Regions from separate parts of the Gossypium hirsutum genome. Here region 2 is linked to region 1. Evidence: chromatin contacts called from public Hi-C data. All regions are on one chromosome and are shown on one strand. Each heading gives the region's core, a stretch centred on a gene start, on an enhancer-like site or on the middle of the called end of the contact. The rest is flanking DNA. Distances are from core to core; before and after follow the strand shown. Region 1 holds the start of LOC107901650 (ER membrane protein complex subunit 4). Region 2 holds the start of LOC107901647.

Region 1 (6,862 bases), core at 608-3,107:
TGTTTTTTGCATTGTACAAGACTTGTTGAATTATAATTTATTTTCTTTTTATTCATCATGTGTTATAATTTTATAAAGTGTTGACTTTTTGATTCATAATATTGAACTTAATTTTAATTTGCGTTTTTCTTAAGATAGTTATGTCAGGTTTTTCACAATCAAGTGTTTATTCTCAAAATTCTTGAAGAACCAAAAGGAAATGGGTTTCAGAAGAAGATGATTCGTTGGTTTCCTATTTGGTTGACTTGCACAATGTTGGAACCTTTAATGCAAATACGAGATTCAAAGCCGATTATTTAAATGAGCTGGAAAAATGTTAGAAAAAGTTTTACCCCATGCTATTTTGAAGGTTAAACTTAATCTTGAATCGAGGATTAGGACATTGAAAAGGGATTGGGCAATCATTTATGACATGCTTAGTGGAAAAAACAATAGCGGTTTTGGTTGGGACGAGCATAGGCAGCTTGTTATTGCTGAATATGCTGTGTGGAATTCATATATAAATGTAAGAATTATTTCAAGTCTTTATTATCTTATTTTGACCAAACTTATATCTAATATGGATTCGTCATTCTTTATAGAGTCATTAAGAAGCCGGTCAATTCAAACATCGTAGTTTCCCTTATTATGACAAATTTACTGCCATCTACGCAAAAGATCGAGCCACTGGGAAAGATGCTCAAACAGGCGCTGATATTATTGAAGAAATAGATATTGAGGATGTAGCTACTACAAATACTCATGAAGAAAGAAATGATTTCCATGGATGCGAAGCTAATGTTTCTTTGGATGACATGGATCTTTCAGCTACACAACTGCAACAACCTAGAAACCAAGGTGATTCCACATTTTCAAAGAAGAGAAAAAAGATTTTTAATGCAAGTTATCATATTTCTTCTACTTCATTTACTGATGCTGCCACTTTATTGGCGAAAAACATATGAACCATTGGCCTTGAAATCAGTAGGAGTTTTGCCTCCGAAGTGCTAATTCAACAAAAGTAAAAAATGACCATTCAAGAAAGTGCTCTAAAATTATATCCAACGTTAAGTGAAGTAGAAGGTTTAACTGAGGATGAGCGCTATCGCAAGTTGAGCAAAATTCCAGACCATCCAACGCAAATGTTCATTTTCTTTAGTTTACCTTCTTCTGTGTGATTGGAATGGGTCAAAAGATTTCTTGCTGACCATTAAAAATCATGGTTGTGTTGATGGTATTTCGGTAACTTTTTGTGTTTGTAATATTTGGATGGTATAATGACATGATAGAATGTCATTAAAATGTTGTAACTTTTTGATGTTGTAAAATTTAACATATGGATTATGATATATAAGCTAATGAAATCATGTAACTTTTTGTTAATATATGAATATTATGTTTGGATGTGAAATATAATTCTCAAGCTATTTATAACTTCTAATATTTTGTTTTTTATTGTAGAATAATTAAATTATTTGTTCCACTAATGATATTTTAGCAAATTAAATATGTATTGCAGTTTAAAAATAATAAAGTAGGTTATATATTATTTTTATAATATTATATATTATGATTTTTTTAATTCATATAATAATTATATTAAGAATATTGTTAAATTATATATTATTTTATTAAATTGTATTTAATAATTATGTTAAAATATGATTAAATTATTTATTATTATTTTTAATAAAATATATTTAACAATAATTTTATTAAAATTTAATAAGAATAACAGATCTACCTAAAAAAATTTTGTTAAGGGTACTTTGGTCATTTAAGACAGTTTACTTATATTATTACAATATTTATTGTATTCAACCAAACACAACAATATTATTAGAGTTTTATTCCATTTTATTTAACCAAATAATTGAATTATTGGTTAGGGGTTTATTTCATTGCAACTCTAATATATTATTGCTATATTCAATTAGAACCGTACTCCGTTATAGCGATCCAATCGTAACCTTACACCTTGAATGTTCGGATATAGATGGGTATCGGATCCATGAAGAGCTCTAATATATTTTAGTGAAAGGAAATTAATCAGAAGCAAAAGGACAATGGAGAAGGGAAAAGGAGTAATGGGTGCCGGCCGAAGATGGGCCGTCGATTTCTCTGATAATTCCACCGCTCCTTCATCGCGTGACATCCCCGATCCCCCCGGCTTCACTCGTGCTTCCGTCGATCAGGTTCCCCTTTTTGCCTTTTCTCATCTCAAATGAACAACTCGCTTTCAATTTTGTTATTATGATAGGGTTTCAACTTCACCTTTGTATTTTTGACAGGACGATTCGGCTGTGAGTCGCCAAAAGAAGGATGCTGAAGCCAATTGGAAAGCTCAGGTACTTTTTTTCTCTCTCTGTAGTTTACTTAGTATCGAAGAACAGTAAGGAGATGCTTAATTAACGATTTGAGTTGGTTTCGTTTTGCATCTTAAAGATTTGAAGTATTCAACTGTTAGGGATTTAAGTGTTTGTGATGAAAACTTATGGATCAATTCAACTGCAAAACTGTAGTCACAAACCATCATTAAGTAAATTTAATGGATCTATAGGATTGAGTTCCAGCATCTGAGAAAATGTTTACAACATTTGTCTGGTGCCACTTCTATTTAGAAATTACGTACTAAGGTCTGTATTGTGGCAAAGCAGCAGCCACTGGCTATTTAATGATGCATGGATTGTCGAGGTTCTTAGTTTACTATAACTATGACCTTAAATCAATTGTAAGTTCAGTAGGTGTTTCATAGTACATTGAGTTGGTGTTTAAAAGAAAAAGGTAAAGGGGAAGCAGAGATTTCTTTTCTTGTTGCATGGTTGAGGTCTAGTGATTGATTGATTCAGTAGATGGACGTAGTATTTGATGGCAACATTGAACTATATCAATGAAGTTTTTTACTGGTCTAGGTGGTCATTTAGGTAAGAGTTCCTTTTTTGCAATTAGGTTTTCAAGGTAAAAGCAGAGGCACAATATGGAAAAATATAACTGATTTAAGATTATATTTCTATTACTTTTGAACAGAAAGCATGGGAAGTTGCACAAGCACCTTTCAAGAATTTGCTAATGATGGGCTTCATGATGTGGATGGCTGGCAGTACAGTGCATCTCTTCAGCATTGGTATCACTTTTTCAGCACTTTGGCAACCTATTAGTGCTCTTCAAGGGGTTGGGAAGGGTAAGCTAAGCTATGATTTTTATTTTTCTCTTATGCTGTATTGTTAGTTAGGGATGTCTTTACCCTTTGTTCTTTATTACTTGTTCTACCTTGTACTCATAAAAGTAGTGAAACAGTCATAAGAGGAAAGATTAAGAGGGGCAAGTTATCCTATCCAAGAATGAAATGTTAAACCCTTATAACCGCGAGGTTACTAATGATTGCCACTTAAGTATTCTGAAGAAACCTATCCAGTTTACTGCTATATCTCTCCTTTTTATCGGTAGACATAGTAGCTGATTTCCCTCTTGTAAAGTGTATACAATACACAAGCAACCTCCAGCCCACCAAGTGCCACGAAAGGCTAGATTTTCTGTTCTTCAGATGTTATGGTTGTGCAATTTCTATTTCTAGTTTGATTCATCCAAATTTCATTTTGATTTTGCAGTTTTTGAACCGTATAAAGACAATAAAGTAGATCTTCTTGGACCTAAGTTGCTTTTCATTGCTCTTAATTTGGGTGGTTTAGCACTTGGTGTTTGGAAGGTGAGCTGCATTTACCTTTGCATCTTCTTAGTGGAATTTTCAAAACCTGTGTTTTCTAACCCTTTGCATTTTCTTACTTTGTTTCTTATGTTTTGGCAGCTTAATACATTGGGACTCCTTCCTACACATGCATCCGACTGGGTGTCATCCTTGTCCCCAGCTCAGGTTTATCCCTTCTTCCTTTTTGCTTCTTGCAAACTTAATTTTCAGATCTTGTTCCAAGAACTTGGCAAAATCCAGCAATTAAATTTTTAACTGAAAATTTAAAGGGAGGAGGCAGGATTAGTGAAAGCTACGTCACATCAAAAGTAACGGCTGATGATGTTTGATATTTTCTGGGAATATTTTGTCGTGGATTTGATTTAAAGTGGGGAGGGAGTTACTTGCTAATGGCTATTTAAAATCTATTTGAATTGTCTCAACAAATTTATTCATACTTGTTAAACATATTTGGCTGTCATTGTTATCAAATGGTTAGACTTAGAGTAACTAATGCTCTGCCTTTGTCTATGGTGTTATATGGAGCCTTCTACTAACTCTAGCTTTAAATTGATCAAATTTGCAGGAGGTTGAATATTCAGGTGGGGGTATTCCTCTGTAATATCGTCTTCGTGCGTCTGATTCTCAGACAAATTTCTGGTGCCAGTGAGGGGAAGTTGCAAAGATAGGTAGAAAGAATTTGGATGTTTATACCTATGTCTTTTGGAGATGTAGAAGAGGAAGACCACTATAGATTTTCATTCCCCCCGCCCCCCCTTCCCTCTTAAAATTTGATGAACCATGTTAGCTGCAATGTTGCATGGCATGATTAAGAGATGTAGAGGTTTGTTGTATTTTTATATAAACTTGCTAAAATCTTAAACTATGCTAAAAAAATTGATGCTATGTAATAAAGAGAATATTTAATACATGTGCTAAAATAATTAGACATAAAATAAAGAATAATTAGTACAATTTTAAACTTAAATATGAAATCAGAAAGATGAGTAAAATTTTTTTCAAAATAAATTAAAATATTTTTTGTGTTAAAAATAAGTTATGGTAGTGATTAATTATTGCTAATTAAAATTAATTTATTGCTATCTTTTTGACTAAACTATGGTGAAAAAATAATTCTTAAAAGCACAAGTGTTTCTATAGTTGGGATGATGTAGGGATTCAAGTCTTCGCAAATTCAACGCTTTCACATTTTGGTTTAGCCGGGAAGGATTGGAGACGGAAATCTTGAACGTATTCTGCCACGGTTTCACACCGAGTAGAAATAGACAAATACTTCAAATCAAACTGTTTTTCTTTTTCGTCAGAACATGAGGAACTTATGTGGACTTGGAGGATTCTATGATGGAATGATATTATCAATGAAAAAGAAATGTAAGGTTTAAATTGGAATGTGAATCAAGGGTAACCGAATCAAATTTAACCGATTTAGATTGGTTCTAAATTTTTTTTTTATAAAGAGAAAATATTTCATATAATATTCCAAAGTTTTTGTTTTTGCTTATTTAAATAAAAATAAAATTCGACTTAGATAATCATAATTGAGAACTGAATTGAATTGAATATAATTAGGTAATTGTTAAAATTACACCGAATTAAATAGACTAAAAATCAAAATCTAATTGATGGTTTGAATAAATTTGTTCGTTTTTTCAATTATTTCCCGGTGATGGGAATGTGCCTGAACCACTTAAGCCTATAATTTGATATAAAGTTTGAAAGATAATGAGAATCAATATTTTTGTCTTTGCTTTGCATTTCATTAGCCAATCCAATGGCATGGAACCTATAAATTATCTAAATTGCAATTATTTGATTAGTGGTTTCAACTATATATCATGAATTCAACCTACGCTTCTACTTCTTCCTATCTCCAACTTTTAACTCAAAATAAAATATCATTTATAGAGTAATAAAAGTTTAAATTATAATTAACTTTAATGACATTTTTCTAAAACTCGATTAAATTAATTTATTTAATAATAGTTATACTAATTTAGTAAAGCTCTTGTAATAAAGAGATCTGTTAAATATTTTCAACTCTTTATGTATATGAAATAATATTTGGTATATTAATAAGAGTGGACAAATGTTTTATAAAAATATAATTAAATATTTTAAAATGTAAATATTAAAAAAACATATAACAAATTATTTTTTAATAACCACATCACAAATTTTTAAAATTACTTCTACAAAAAAGTACTGTAGATATATATATATATAAAGTTGAAGAATTACATGATAATGATGATGATAAATCGTGAACCCATCCACCTCTCGTTTTCTATGGCTGTGGTAGCTGTGAGAGAGATTTCAGCACTTACCCACCATCATCACCATCGCCACCACCATCCACTAAAACGATATTTGATTGGCTTAAAAGAAAAAAAGGGTTGATACTTAAAAGATCAAACTCAGTCTCTGCCAAAAGATTCTAATTTTGCTAATGCATTGCCCACTCTTACTTTATACTATGGCCTTTGAAGTAGGACAAGGATTAGCAGCCATTCTTCCAAACTAAATTGAGGACCCTACTCTTCCATGTCTTTCGTTTGCACATAAAATGACCTGCACAACCTTGAAGTAGGGTTAAGAAAAAGAATTAATCGCATTGTTTGGATGGTTTTTAGAATATAATTAAAAAATTACGATTAATTGAATTAAATAGAATTTTATTTTTATTTAATTTATAATTATAGATATTTTATATTGAAAATAATTCAAAAAATCTATATAAAAAATATGACATTAGAGAGAGTGATTATTTTTTATTTAATTCAAGAATGAATATTTAACAAACTTCTGGTTTGGTATTTACCAAAATCTATTGAATGAATCAAAAGATATATTTTCATTTGGATTCATTCAGATATCATTATTTTGAATTTTAAATTATTTTAATGGAAATATTTAGTATATTAATATAAAAAATTAAGATGTGTGTCTTTTTAAAAATATTTTATCATATTCATTTAAGACACTTATCAACTTCTAACTCTGTTTATTTGTGAAGTCTAAAAACTCAATTGATAATTTGAATTACATGTTTTTTTTTCAATCACAAACGAAGGAAGAGATCTTGACCCACGAAATATTTTTTTTTCTCTCTTCATAAAAATTAAAACATTCAATTTAAGTTTTTTAGTTTTTGATTTTTAACCCTTTTTGAAGAATTAA
Region 2 (6,087 bases), core at 1,526-4,025, 170 kb after region 1:
AAGCACATATAATTGAGAATAAGAAATTAGGTATTTATTACATAAAATAAAAACAAATGACAGAATCCATCATAGGGTTCATCTCCCCTAGGTATTTAGAAAATTAGTTCATGTTTGAAAATAAAAACATCCAAGATACAGTATAACCGAAAGAAATAAAGAAACTCATGACAACTTCCTAAGAAATCAACTGGGAATCTTCAATCTTCACAGAAATATGTTTCAAAGTTGACTTCAATGGTGTTTTTCAAGTTGTTTTCTTGAGTATTCTCTGGCGGCTCCCTCCTATCTTTTTATTTTTGTCATATATATGTCTTAGAATGCTCGAAAAACCTAAAAATCACAACTTTCTGCTGTTCACTACACAATCTCGTTAAATTGACACTGCCGTGTGGTTTGGCCGTGTGAAAAGGTGTAGCCCGTGTGACTCCTTCAACTTGTTCCGACGCTCTGGTTTTTGCTCGTTTTTTGCTCCTTTTGCTCCCAAATGTTATATTAAGCACTAAAACATGAATTTAAAGGATTAGGAGTATAAAATTCACAATTAACATCAGATAATCACCCAAAAATGCGTTAAGAATGAGGTTAAAACATGTTGCTTTTAGCACTTATCACCTCTCTCCTAGTAAAATTAGGGGACTAGTTTTTCTATCAGATAAGTATTATATGTATTTTACTAATTCAACTAGGATTTTTCTATTTCTCCCTATAAATAGATAACACCGGTAAGGCTATATACACAAGTCATATACAACTTTGAGATATTGTTATTTTGCCTGAAAGTGAGAAATTATTTCTAAGTAAAAATTTTATTTTTCGAGAATAATAATTCTGTTGGTTTTTATAGAGAGAGATTAACTTTCTTACTGAAAGGAAGAAAATTATTTATGATTCTATGTTTGGTTCGTGATTGTTTGAGCCCACACTTGAAGCGATTCATGGTACAAGAATAGCGGAGAAGACCATTCGGTTGAAAGCCGAAAATGGAAAGGATCTGTCTAGCACAAAGCACTTGTACTTTTCAGGAAAAGCTTATTGTTACAAATACCACAAACCAGCTTGATTTTTAAAATTTTAGTTTTTTGCTGTGACACAAAACCATTTATTAAATCGGATTTTTCCAACAATCGGTATCAAAGCCAGGTTGTGCTATGTTTGTAGTATAAATTGATACCAAAATTTTCTCTCATCTTCATGTTTGGTTAATTTTTTATAAGATGTGACATTCTTATAATTATTAGCATGTTTTGCGTTACATTTATGAATGAATGTTTTATATTATTTTATTATTTATATGATAAAATAATTTTGCCAAAATTGTGATTCCTATAAATTAAAGTGGTTGTAATTATTATTTTAATAATTTTTGGGATATGTAATTAGATCGTGGACTATCATCTCCATGTAGGTTTTATTTAATTTTTAGAATAATTCACGTGAGTCGAAAATGAACATAAGTCTTATGTAACCAATTTTTTTGGCAAAACTCGGAGAACCAGGATGCATCCAAGATTGATTAAGACGACACAAACCCAACCCAACCAACTGGCAAAAGACTGACGGTGGTCGTTGACGGCGATGGCCTTACAGTAGTTGGTGATGGCTGACGGTGGTTGGTGGTGACCCGACCACAGTTCGATGGTGCCCGATAGTGGCCAGAGGCAACTCAATGATAGTCCATAGTGGTCAGCGGCGGTCTGAAGATGACAACGACGTCAACTGTGGCGGCAGCGAAAGTTCGTGGTGGTGACAGTAGATCCCTTCGATGGTTTATGTTGTAATATGTTATGTAATTTAGAACACATAAAAAAATTAAATCTATAATAATATATAAACGATAATGTAAACATTAAAAAAATTAAGTTGACTAGGTATAGAATTTCAATAAATGAGAAAATATATAAATTTATTAAACTTGAATTATAAGTAATATAAATATTTGTCAAAAATTTAATATGATATGAGCGGGTTAAAATCGGCTTAGATTAACCATTTACAAGTATGGGCAAGTTTAGGTAAAATTTTAAACTCATATTTTAGGTCGAACTAGACTTGAATAAATATAAAGTGTGTTAATGTTATACTTAAACTCGACTTAAACCTAATCTAGCTTTGCTCATGAATACCTCTAATTATGAGGGTTTCTTTTCCAAAATTACTGTTGATTTGAATACAAATTCGTGCTAAGCTCATTGCATATCAAATTACTTTGTGTTAGACTCTTTTTGAATTCGAGTCATTACAAATTATGTGAGCTCATTCAGATTGTCGATTCTTTTTATGGTTAAATTGGATTTGATTGAACTGAAGTTCAATTGGATCGGATTGAAATTTGAAGTTGGAGGCTAGAGTGGAGGTGTCTAATATCTATCAACTATATAAAAGGAAGGTCCAAAGATGACATGTCGGATGCTTTTCTTTTCCCTTCTTTTCTTTTTTACATTTTAGAAATATTGTTAACTTTTATTCTTAATTCTTCTATTATGTTTAGTTTTGAGATTTAATCTCTATGCTTTAATTTCTAACATAATTGGGTATTTATATTCTTATAATGTTATTAATTAGTCCAAATAGTTAATATTGTAAACTTTTTGATTAAAATATTACATAGTTATACACAATTTAAATGCCTTGAGAACTTTTCGAGACTAACATGTGGCTTTTTTCTTTTAAGTTTGTGCTGCTTTTTTTTTCTTTTTTCTTTATTTTACTTTTTACATTATAAGACAGATGATCAAATTTCAAATTTGGCCTTTAGGTTGAAATTTGAGATGTAATCAATATATTTTAGTTTTGACATAATTTGATCAATCTTCTTTTATAATATCATTAGTAAATCTAAATAGTTAATATTTTTAATTATTGATATAAAAAAATTATTTTATCATGACAAGTTTGAATGAGTATTTTTTTTAAACCTTAATTAATATTTTCAACTTTATTTCTATTATTATATAACTACCAAATAAACTATTTTAATTTCAAAAACTTATACCAAAAGATTTAATAAATTTTTTTAATGATGATAATAATTAGATGCAAATTTTTAAAATTTTAAATTTGAAAAATTAAATATTTTAACTTTTAAATATAGAAAATATTTAGGTACGTAGAGAATAGTTTAACATTCAAATTTTTTCTCTATTTAACAAATAATACGTATAAGGCGGTTGGCGGTTGGTTAATGGTAGCTGCTTCATGTAGACATATAACGTGGCAACATTTCTACAATCGGAAGAAAAAAATATAGAAAAAGTTTCGTAACCTGGTCCCAATCACAAGCTTCGTTCAAAGACGCATTTTCACAAACAAGTTGTGAGCACGACTCAAATCTTAGGTAGGTGCTCGACTTCTTTCGCTTTCCTTTGTACCGTTCGCTCAATGAGGAATGTCTTCGCTACTCTCAACCGTCATCGCCGTCTCACATTGCTCTCCACTGGTATCATTCTTCCTTTCTATTAGTCTTTCCTTTTCCGTCCCCGCTTATTATTCTATCAACATTAATATCAATTGTTCTTTGATTTCCTATTGCTGCACTGTGCTTAATTTTCTTCGATGCTAGTATTATCCTGATAATTTAAGTTTTAGGATTGTGAAGCACTTTTATAGCACCGAGTTGGGCATTTCTGGAACTTCCCGGAAGTAATATTTTGTTGGTCATATTTGTTTTACCTTCGGTTGTTCATTTAGTAATGTTCTTACGACCTTGAGTATATGTGGATGTTACTTTTTATATTAGTTGATTACTTATACTGCTTGCAGCTGTAAACCATAATAGACATGTTGGAACTATGCTGCGTTATTCTGTTTCTCCGGAAGTTCAGATGGATACCAGGCATCGATTATACTTGTTGCAACAACATCTGTAAGTGCATTCATATTTACCACTAAATTTTGCTGCTTGGAATTGGGTTATGTAATAAATTGGTCTGGTGAATGTGGAGTGTCTCTAACATTTGTTTTTTTTACCTTTTTTGTGCAGGTTTTCAACAGGTTTTGCCAGTGTGCACGGTGAGAGGCCTTCTGCAGAGTATGCTAAGCTGAGGAAAGAATCATTGGAAAGTGAATTTGGGCATACTGTTGGGACGCACAGCTCAACAAGTGTTTCTGCTGTATACCGATTTGGCCCATTTCTGGCTTTGTATAGAGCAGCTATCATTTCATTTCATGTATTGAAGTTGACCATTTGGCAATTCTTTTTTCGAGACATAAAAGAGCGTGCTGTGAAGGTATTATATGAATTTTATTCTTAAACATGTTCTGTTTAATAACTTGAATTGGTTCTATTATTCTTGCATGCTATATTCATCCAATATGAGAGCAGAGTAAAACATCGAAACCTTAGCATAATCTGGCTGACTTTGTACTAGAAGTTTGCTTGCTTTCGTGTTGCAATTTCATGTTATTTGGCCAATGGTTTTGCTGAAACTATCATAATTTCCTATTTCCTCTTTTTTTTTTCTTTTTTTTTGGTTACAACAAGCTTATTGTATTTTTTACATTCTTTCAGTTTCGTGAGATGTTAATCCGCTTGGGTCCTTTCTATGTTAAGGTAAGTTCCTTTATCTTTGCTTTATCGTACTCTTTATTTATTCCGAACTGTTCCATTAAGTTTCTTATTGGGCTTTGTTTATTCTAGTTTCCCTTTACCAGAGTTTTACAGAAAGTTAAATTCTATTATTAGTCCCTGTACTTTGTGAAAGTTCTGGATTTAGTCCCTATACTTTAATATGGTCATTTTCAATCCTTTTCAAATTTTAAAATTTAACTCATCACCAAACGGTAACTGTTAAATTCATTAAGTTCTACTATTTCCAAAATTTGATGCATCAAACATGGTATCATATGTGAATGTCATATCAGCTTGTTATTTCCACATATTATGCATTAAAAATTCAGTTAATGGTTAACGATTGTCATTTGCATCAAGGCTAAAATTTCAAAATTCGAAAACTATAGAATTTGATCCAATTGGAGAATATGGACTAAATCTACTATTATATGCATAGTACTGGACTATTAATTAAATTTAACCAAACAGTTTGAACTGCTATTGATTGGGTCAGGACTAAATTTTCAAAATTCAAAAAGTACATGGACTAAAATTGACCAATTCAAAAAGTGCAAGGACTATAATTAATCAAATTAAAGTACAGGGACTAAATCCACAACTTTTGCAAAGTACAAGGACTAATAGCAGAATTTAATCATTACAAAATTTTGCAAACTTTACTGTTCTGTTCTGCTTTTCGTTTAATTGGAACCAATGTGTGGAGATCTATTATGGGTCTGAAATTCAAGTATTGATGTTAACTTTTGATAAGGAGTTTGAAGACTTGATGGTTGCTCATTGACGTAGGCTATAGACATGCAAGCTTATATTTGTTTTATTGTTTGCTTTTGTATCAAACAAACCTTTTGCGTTTAATTTCTAGAGATAAAAGCAAGTAGAAAAATAAAATAAAATAAAATGTCTTAACCCATTTATTTCTCTTAATCCTCCTGGACAAAACTTATAACTTTGGTCTACTTTTATTTGGGTATGCAGCTTGGACAGGCTTTGAGCACAAGAGCAGATATATTGCCACCTGTCTATTGCCAAGAGCTTGCTAAGTTACAGGTATACAGCCCCTTTCCTCAACCATACGTATACAGCTATGGGTTAAATTGTTGAGATTTATGAATTATTCATGTTTATCTTTGTCCATTTGTTTTCTTTCTGATTTGCACCTTTTCTATTAATGCCAGGATCAAATTCCCCCATTCCCGACTCGTATTGCAAAAAAATCTATTGAAATGGAATTGGGTATTCCAATTTCTGAAATTTTTGCTGATATTAGCCCAGAGCCTATTGCAGCAGCATCTTTAGGACAAGTGTATAAAGGTCAGACCACCATTTCTGTGAAAGGAAAACAATATATAATTCCTTTTTTGCTCCTTTCTGTATCATTGTCTCATGTTACAGACATTCCAACTTTTGATATATTATCTGTTGAAGATCTATATTTATGAGAATATATGAAGCTAAATGTTTGCTTTCATGGCTTTAAGTATTGCAGCTCGCCTTCATTCTGGAGAACTTGTAGC

Evidence for each region. A called contact is a pair of places that touch in the nucleus more often than the background predicts.
Region 2: a contact with region 1 is called in a Hi-C map of hypocotyl, with 3 times the contacts expected there. The contact joins the promoter of LOC107901647 here to the promoter of LOC107901650 in region 1. A contact is called at or near these places in 4 of 34 Hi-C or Micro-C datasets (hypocotyl, leaf and petal).

What each region holds. Positions count from the first base shown.
Region 1 is chrD06:25,545,504-25,552,365 of Gossypium_hirsutum_v2.1, forward strand. It overlaps LOC107901650 (ER membrane protein complex subunit 4), which reads left to right and starts at 1,858. Exons shown (of 6, transcript XM_016827727.2): 1 at 1,858-2,174; 2 at 2,271-2,327; 3 at 3,007-3,160; 4 at 3,588-3,685; 5 at 3,785-3,850; 6 at 4,251-4,593. The coding sequence starts at 2,046. The coding sequence ends at 4,286.
Region 2 is chrD06:25,710,542-25,716,628 of Gossypium_hirsutum_v2.1, forward strand. LOC107901647 reads left to right here and starts at 2,776. Exons shown (of 14, transcript XM_016827722.2): 1 at 2,776-3,439; 2 at 3,763-3,865; 3 at 3,983-4,229; 4 at 4,511-4,552; 5 at 5,549-5,620; 6 at 5,749-5,884; 7 at 6,060-6,087. The coding sequence starts at 3,382.